Regions from separate parts of the Mus musculus genome. Here region 1 is linked to region 2. Evidence: chromatin contacts called from public promoter capture Hi-C data. All regions are on one chromosome and are shown on one strand. Each heading gives the region's core, a stretch centred on a gene start, on an enhancer-like site or on the middle of the called end of the contact. The rest is flanking DNA. Distances are from core to core; before and after follow the strand shown. Region 1 holds the start of 1110028F11Rik (RIKEN cDNA 1110028F11 gene). Region 2 holds the start of Vezf1 (vascular endothelial zinc finger 1).

Region 1 (2,930 bases), core at 147-2,646, 370 kb after region 2:
AGTGAGCTCTGAGCTTGTGACTGGATCCTGCCCATTGACTTCATAGATTCAAGCTAAGGGTGCTTGGTAGACCACACAGGGAAGCACAGAGTGAAAGAGCCAAGAACTTTACAAGAGTTTTCTTGGAGGAGTGGGAGAGACCCAAAGGCCAATCAACTGCTCTCCAGTGATGTGATAAAAGCCTGTGCATTTTTACTTTAATTTGTTGGCAATAAAATTGAGAGTTTCTCACGAGTGCAAATTAAGAGTATGGTAACTAAACGCATCTTTACTAGGAAAACGGCCCTCTTGACTGACTCATTGCCTCCATAAACAGAGCTGAGAACAGAGGGAAAAAAAGTGTCTGAACATAATGGTGTCCATCCATTGTTTCTTGAGAAAGAGACCAACACTAATTGCAGAGATGTGTCCCTTGGTGACTCTGAGCCTGGACTCTGTCTGGATCCTTCTCGCTGTCTGTGACAAGTGGCTGGGCTGGTGCTGCTCTTCTGACTACCCTCTCTTTGTTATGTTTTCCTCTTTCTTTCTTCCTTTCCTTTGCCTCTCATGGAAATACACCCACACTTCCTGAGGAAATGCGCGCTCATCTCTAGTAGGCACTCTCTTCAGGAGTTCCCATACACTCTAGTGTTTCCAGATGATTGCTACATCAGGTCTCTAAGGGCAATCTGGCCTGTGGTTCCATAGGCCCACTAGACGTCATTTGTTGTCTTAATGGTACCCCCGAACTCAGGTTTAAGCATCACCTCCTCCCAGCACGCCACCCTAAGTCAATAACCCTTCTTGTCTGACTTACCTTTGTTAGTGTCTCCACCCTTTCCCTGGAGACGCAGACTGAGCACCCAGAGCCGATATGAATCCTTCCTGTATCTAATCACTAGTCTTGGAGAACTACCCTTTCTGTCCCTAGAGTCAGAGGCTCCAGCCAGTCTCTCAACCTTCTAACAGTCTCTGTTTCACTGTACGAACAATCTTCCTAAACTAAATACTCTAGCTCCATCGTTGCTCTGTCCAGATATGAACAATCTTCTGAACTAAGTTCAGACCTTGGCCTATCAACTCGAGGTTTGCTGTACAGCCCCCGGAAGCAGTAAACTTGGTTTTGCATTTCAACTCTGGCACTTCTAAGATGTGATGGATCTTCCCTATCTGAATCTCTATCAAAAAAAAAGAGGGGGGGGGGAGTAGGCCCAGAGAGATGTCCTAAGCAGTTAAGAAGTGTGTATTGCTTTTGCAGAGAATCTGAGTTAAGTTCCTAGTGCTGTGCTGGGAGGCTCACACTGCCTGTAATTACAGCTCCAGGGAGATGTGGTGCCTCTGGTCTCAAGGGCATCCACACTCACATGTGTGCACCCAAGTACAGGTACACATACACAACTAAAAATAAAGTTCATCGGTTAGGTATGGTGGCGCATGCCTTTAATCCCAGCACTGAAGAGGCAGAGGCAGGTGGAACTCTGTGAGTTCAAGGCCAGACTGGTCTACAGAGTGAGTTCCTGGCCTGCTAATAATAATAATAATAGTAACAATAACAACATGAACGACAACAATAATAATAATAATAGTTATTATTATCATAACAACAATAATAAAATAAAACAGTAACAATAACTGTTTGGTTTCAGACCCTGGAACAAGGGACGGAGGTGCAGATTTCAGGCATCAAAGCAGACCTGGAGCCTCCGGGTTCTTCCTGCATCCTTCAGTCCCTAGCTGGCATATCCTGCTCCCAACCCTGAACTTTCCAGCCCAGGGGCTGGCTGTCCTTCCCCCAGCTGTTCTTCCCTATATAATCCAGACATTTTGGGCCTCTCTTTCTTTCCCTTCTCCCTCTCCTCCTCTCCCTCTCTCTGAGAGTTCTCTTTCTCGATTTCTCTTTCCACTTCTCTCTCTCTCCTTTCCCATGGTGACTTCTCTGGTCTTTGTCCTCGGGGCCAGAGAACCCTCCTGAGAGCAGCTTCCCAATAAACCTGCATTTAATATAATCTGATTTGGCTTGAATTGGCTCATTTCACAATAAATAAATAAATTAATAATAATAATAAATTTTAAAAGAGAACAGTATCCAAAAAGCTCACTGTAGAAATGGTCCCATATTTAAGGCACTAGCTATTTCCACACACAGTATGGCTACAAAGTATGACTTCTGTTTGTCTCCTTGGTGTCATCCCTGTTTCTTTCCTGAGTGTACCTCTTGTCCAAAACAAATGGTCTGACAGTTCTCACACTCTGTTGGAATATGACCTATGCAAGCCCCACTAAGCCTTCAAGTGTATACACATGTATGCACTGCTTCTTTCATGGGGAATCTCAGAAATGCCCCAAATGTCTTGTGTCCTTTTAAACTATTATATACTATCTTTTTTTCCTTTCTGCTTTATTTCATGAGAGTATCACTCCAGGGGAGGCTTGTCTTCATATCTCACGCAGCAGTGTCCTAACATAATGATCAATAAATGAATGCTTTATTGATATTAAAAGCCTGAGCTTTTGGTCTCCCAAGAGTGTGTTTGCTTGAATTACCCACTAAGCACTTTTTAAAATAGCAAACAATTGAAAGAGAAGCTAAGTGAGTCTGGAACTCAATCCAGTGCTACGTCAGCCAACAGGAATGGTCCAGACCTTGCTCCCACTTAAGATGCAATAAGTTGGTTATTGGGCGAAGCCACAGAAGTCTATTTGCATACCTTCACTTTTATTTTATTCTACTTTACTTTGCATGTCAAGGCCGAAGGTCAATGTTGAGAATCTTCCTTGGTTACTTACCACTTTATTTTTGAGATAACATCTCTCCCTGAACCTGAATCTAGAACCTGATCACTGGTCAGTGAGCTCCAAGAATTTACCTCTCAACTCTGGCCTCACCTCCCAGTGCTGACGACCTAGCTGTATGCAGCTGCGTCCAGCTTTCCAGCTGGGTGCTGGGATCC
Region 2 (2,957 bases), core at 262-2,761:
AATGCTCACATTTGAAACATGTCTTAATAGGACAAGCCAGATTACACAATGGGTAATTTTGAATTCTCCAATTCCCCGTATTAACTCCACCGGGATGGGACCAGATGCGGAGAGTATAATCTTTTGAAGATTCTGCATTTCCAAAGGTCTCAAGCGCCCAAGCTACGCGTTTGGAATTTCACGAAGTATTTAGGAAAACTCCAAAGAGGGAGGCGGGAAGGACACATTTTAAAAACGACTAGCTCCCTAACCTTCAGTTCTGAAGTTTCTGCATGTGCTTATCTCTACTGCTCATCAATGCATTTGCAAACAGAAAGGAAGCAGAGGGGGGAAAAAGTTCCAATCAGGGGTCCCGCATTAAAGTGGTAGGAGAAGGGTATGGCTGAAGTATCCGCTAACATTAGCTTTGAAGTTTCTGGCAAAAGGAAAAAAAGAAGAAGCGAAGACCCCCATACTCCCTATGAGTGACTCATCTAGGGGCTTTGTAAGCGGACTTTGCGCTCCCTCTCCGCTTCCCGTCGCCCACTGGGCCGGAGCGAACGTTCGAGCGGGTCGCGGAGCGAGACTAGCGAGACACGCTCCGGGGAAGGTCGGGCCTGCAGGAGTCCCGGCCCCCGCCGCTCCCCGCCCCCGCCCGGCCCCGCCGGCTCGGGGATTCCCCAAGCTCAATGGGACCGCAGAAGCTGGACAGAGGCGAGGGGACCAGTTGCCAGGGCTCGCCCAGGACTTGGGCTAGGAGCGGAGAAAAGTTTGCAGAGGGGAACCACGCTCGCAACACCCCCCGTCGGGTCCACCCGAGGGGGCGGCGAGAAGGGGGAGTGGCGGCGAAGCCAGAGATACCCGCTATTCGCGGGATGTGGGAGGAGGGTCAGAAAGTCAACACACAAGCACACACACACAAAAAGAGAGAGGTGACGCGAAAAGCGCAAGCGAAAGATGGATGGGTACTCGGAGCGGGACCCGGAGACCCCCTCGCTGCGCCGCGCGGCCCCGCTCGGGCGCGCAGTGGCCGAGCGGCCCGCGCTCCACAGCGGCCCGGCGCCCTCCTTTCTCTGGGCCGCGGGGTGGTGACAGCGGCCGGCCTCCTCCCTTCCCCTTCGGGGCGGGAGGGAAGGGTGTGTGTGTGCGTGTGTGCTTGGGGGGGCCCGGGTTCACCCCGAGGCCTGCTTCTCCCCCGCACCCCGCGAGGCCGCCTCCTTTCACCTCGGCGGCCGGGCTCCGCCGGAGCGGGCGGGCGGAAAAACAAAGGGGGATTAAGGCCGGGCCGGAGAGCGGAGCCGGGAGGGGAGGAGCGCCCGCCCGCCCGAGCCCGGCCCGGCCCCCCTGGCCCCCCGACCCCCCCGGGGCCCCCAGATCCTGGAACAGGAACGCGGTCCAGTTGGCCTCCATGGCTGCGGCGGCCGACCCCCCTCCTCCCCACTCCCCCCGCTCGGGGAGCCTCCTCAGGCGGAGGAGGCGACAACAAAGCGGCGGCGGCGGCGGCGGCAGCGGCAGCGGCGGCTCCTCAACATGGCAGCGCCGAGCGCGGCCACTTCCGGTAACCTCCGGGACGCACCACCGCGGCGGCGAGCGCGGGCGGGGGGGGAGCCCCGGCCCGGCCGCCGCCGCCCCCAGCCGCTTCGACCCCCTCCGGGCGTCCCCGCCGCCGGCGCGCCGCCTCGGAGCTCAGCCAGTGCCCGCGGGCGGTGGGGTCAGGGAGCCCGCGCGGGGGCTGGGGTGGGGCCGGGGGCGGGGATGGGGTGCGGCGTCCCCCCCCGCGGGGGTGTGTGATGCTGCGGTCCGTGGCTCAGGCAGCTGGAGCAGGGGGAGCGCAGGAGAGAAGATGGAGGACGCCAGGGTCTGGCGCTGGCCCGCTGGGCACAGCTGGGCTGCCTCTCGTGACTCTGCCTTGGTACCCGGCGGCGTCGCGTCCCTCTCATACCCCCAGCGGCAGTCAGGGCTTCGGTTGGTCACCTGGCTGTTCAATCGGTCAAGCACATCACAGCTTCCACCTACGAACTAGGATGCTAGCTTCTAGTGTCCCCTACCCTCGGGTATTTTTATTCCTGACCAGCTAAGCCCTCACTCAGCGCTCTTGCCATCGCCCTTTGCGTGGTCTTCCAATTTGAGCAGGGAATTCCACTAGGGTACAGCCTTAGAAGCGCCTACTGTGGAGGGAAACACTTCCCACGCGTTCAGATGTCATTACTGGGTTATTCTTGGGTGACGGGACCGCTTTCCCATCTTTCCCTTTCATTCCAGATACAGGAAATACTTAAAAACCCCTCTCCCGCCAGGATTAAAAACAAACAATAAAAACGAATGAGAAAGTATAGAGGCAAAATATTTTAGTCTTTTAGTACATTTTTCAATTCCTGCAGCACACGCACACACAAGTCAGACTTCTGGTTGGACAGCGTCAGATGTCACTGAGGTGACCCCAGCCTGTTTGCAGTTCCCAGTCGTCTGTGTAGGAGTCAGCCACTGCTACTGGTTGGAATCTGTAGATCGTAAGCCCATATGATGTCTTGAATGTTTTCTATCCTTTCCTCACATAGAGGTAGCTACTGTGAATATCAGAGACAAGCTATTATTAAACATATATCTAGTCCAAAGAATCTGTGGTGGGGAAATGAGGGGGCAGGCTCCATCTATGATATTTTTATAAAATGTTAAAAAATAAAACCAACTCCTCAGATGTGCACATTATTTCAGAACTTCAACATATTTCAAACTGACTCTTATCCCCTCCAGACAGTTTTAATAAAAGACATATCTTCAACTTCATATATATGTATGTGTGTGTATGTATGTATGCATATATATATATCATATTCATATATATATGAATGACTGATTCAAAAACCATAGTTGCAAAATTCTATGGGAATAGAAACTGAAGAGGTATGGTAATTTGATGTTTTTCCAACCATTAAACAAATATATTTCCCTCCCACTCTTCCATCAGTCACCAGAAT

The links. Promoter capture Hi-C pulls out the DNA fragments that hold promoters and counts their contacts.
Region 1: a promoter capture Hi-C map of liver shows a contact between it and region 2, with 2.7 times the contacts expected there. The contact joins the promoter of 1110028F11Rik here to the promoter of Vezf1 in region 2. A contact is called at or near these places in 1 of 39 promoter capture datasets (liver) and 1 of 115 datasets of contacts at active chromatin or transcription factors (pancreatic cancer cells).

What each region holds. Positions count from the first base shown.
Region 1 is chr11:87,697,990-87,700,919 of GRCm38.p6, reverse strand. 1110028F11Rik (RIKEN cDNA 1110028F11 gene) reads right to left here and starts at 1,396. Exons shown (of 2, transcript NR_045139.1): 1 at 1-1,396. All of the region lies in intron 2 of Rnf43 (ring finger protein 43), which reads right to left.
Region 2 is chr11:88,066,833-88,069,789 of GRCm38.p6, reverse strand. It overlaps Vezf1 (vascular endothelial zinc finger 1), which reads right to left and starts at 1,511. Exons shown (of 6, transcript NM_016686.4): 1 at 1,357-1,511. The coding sequence starts at 1,389.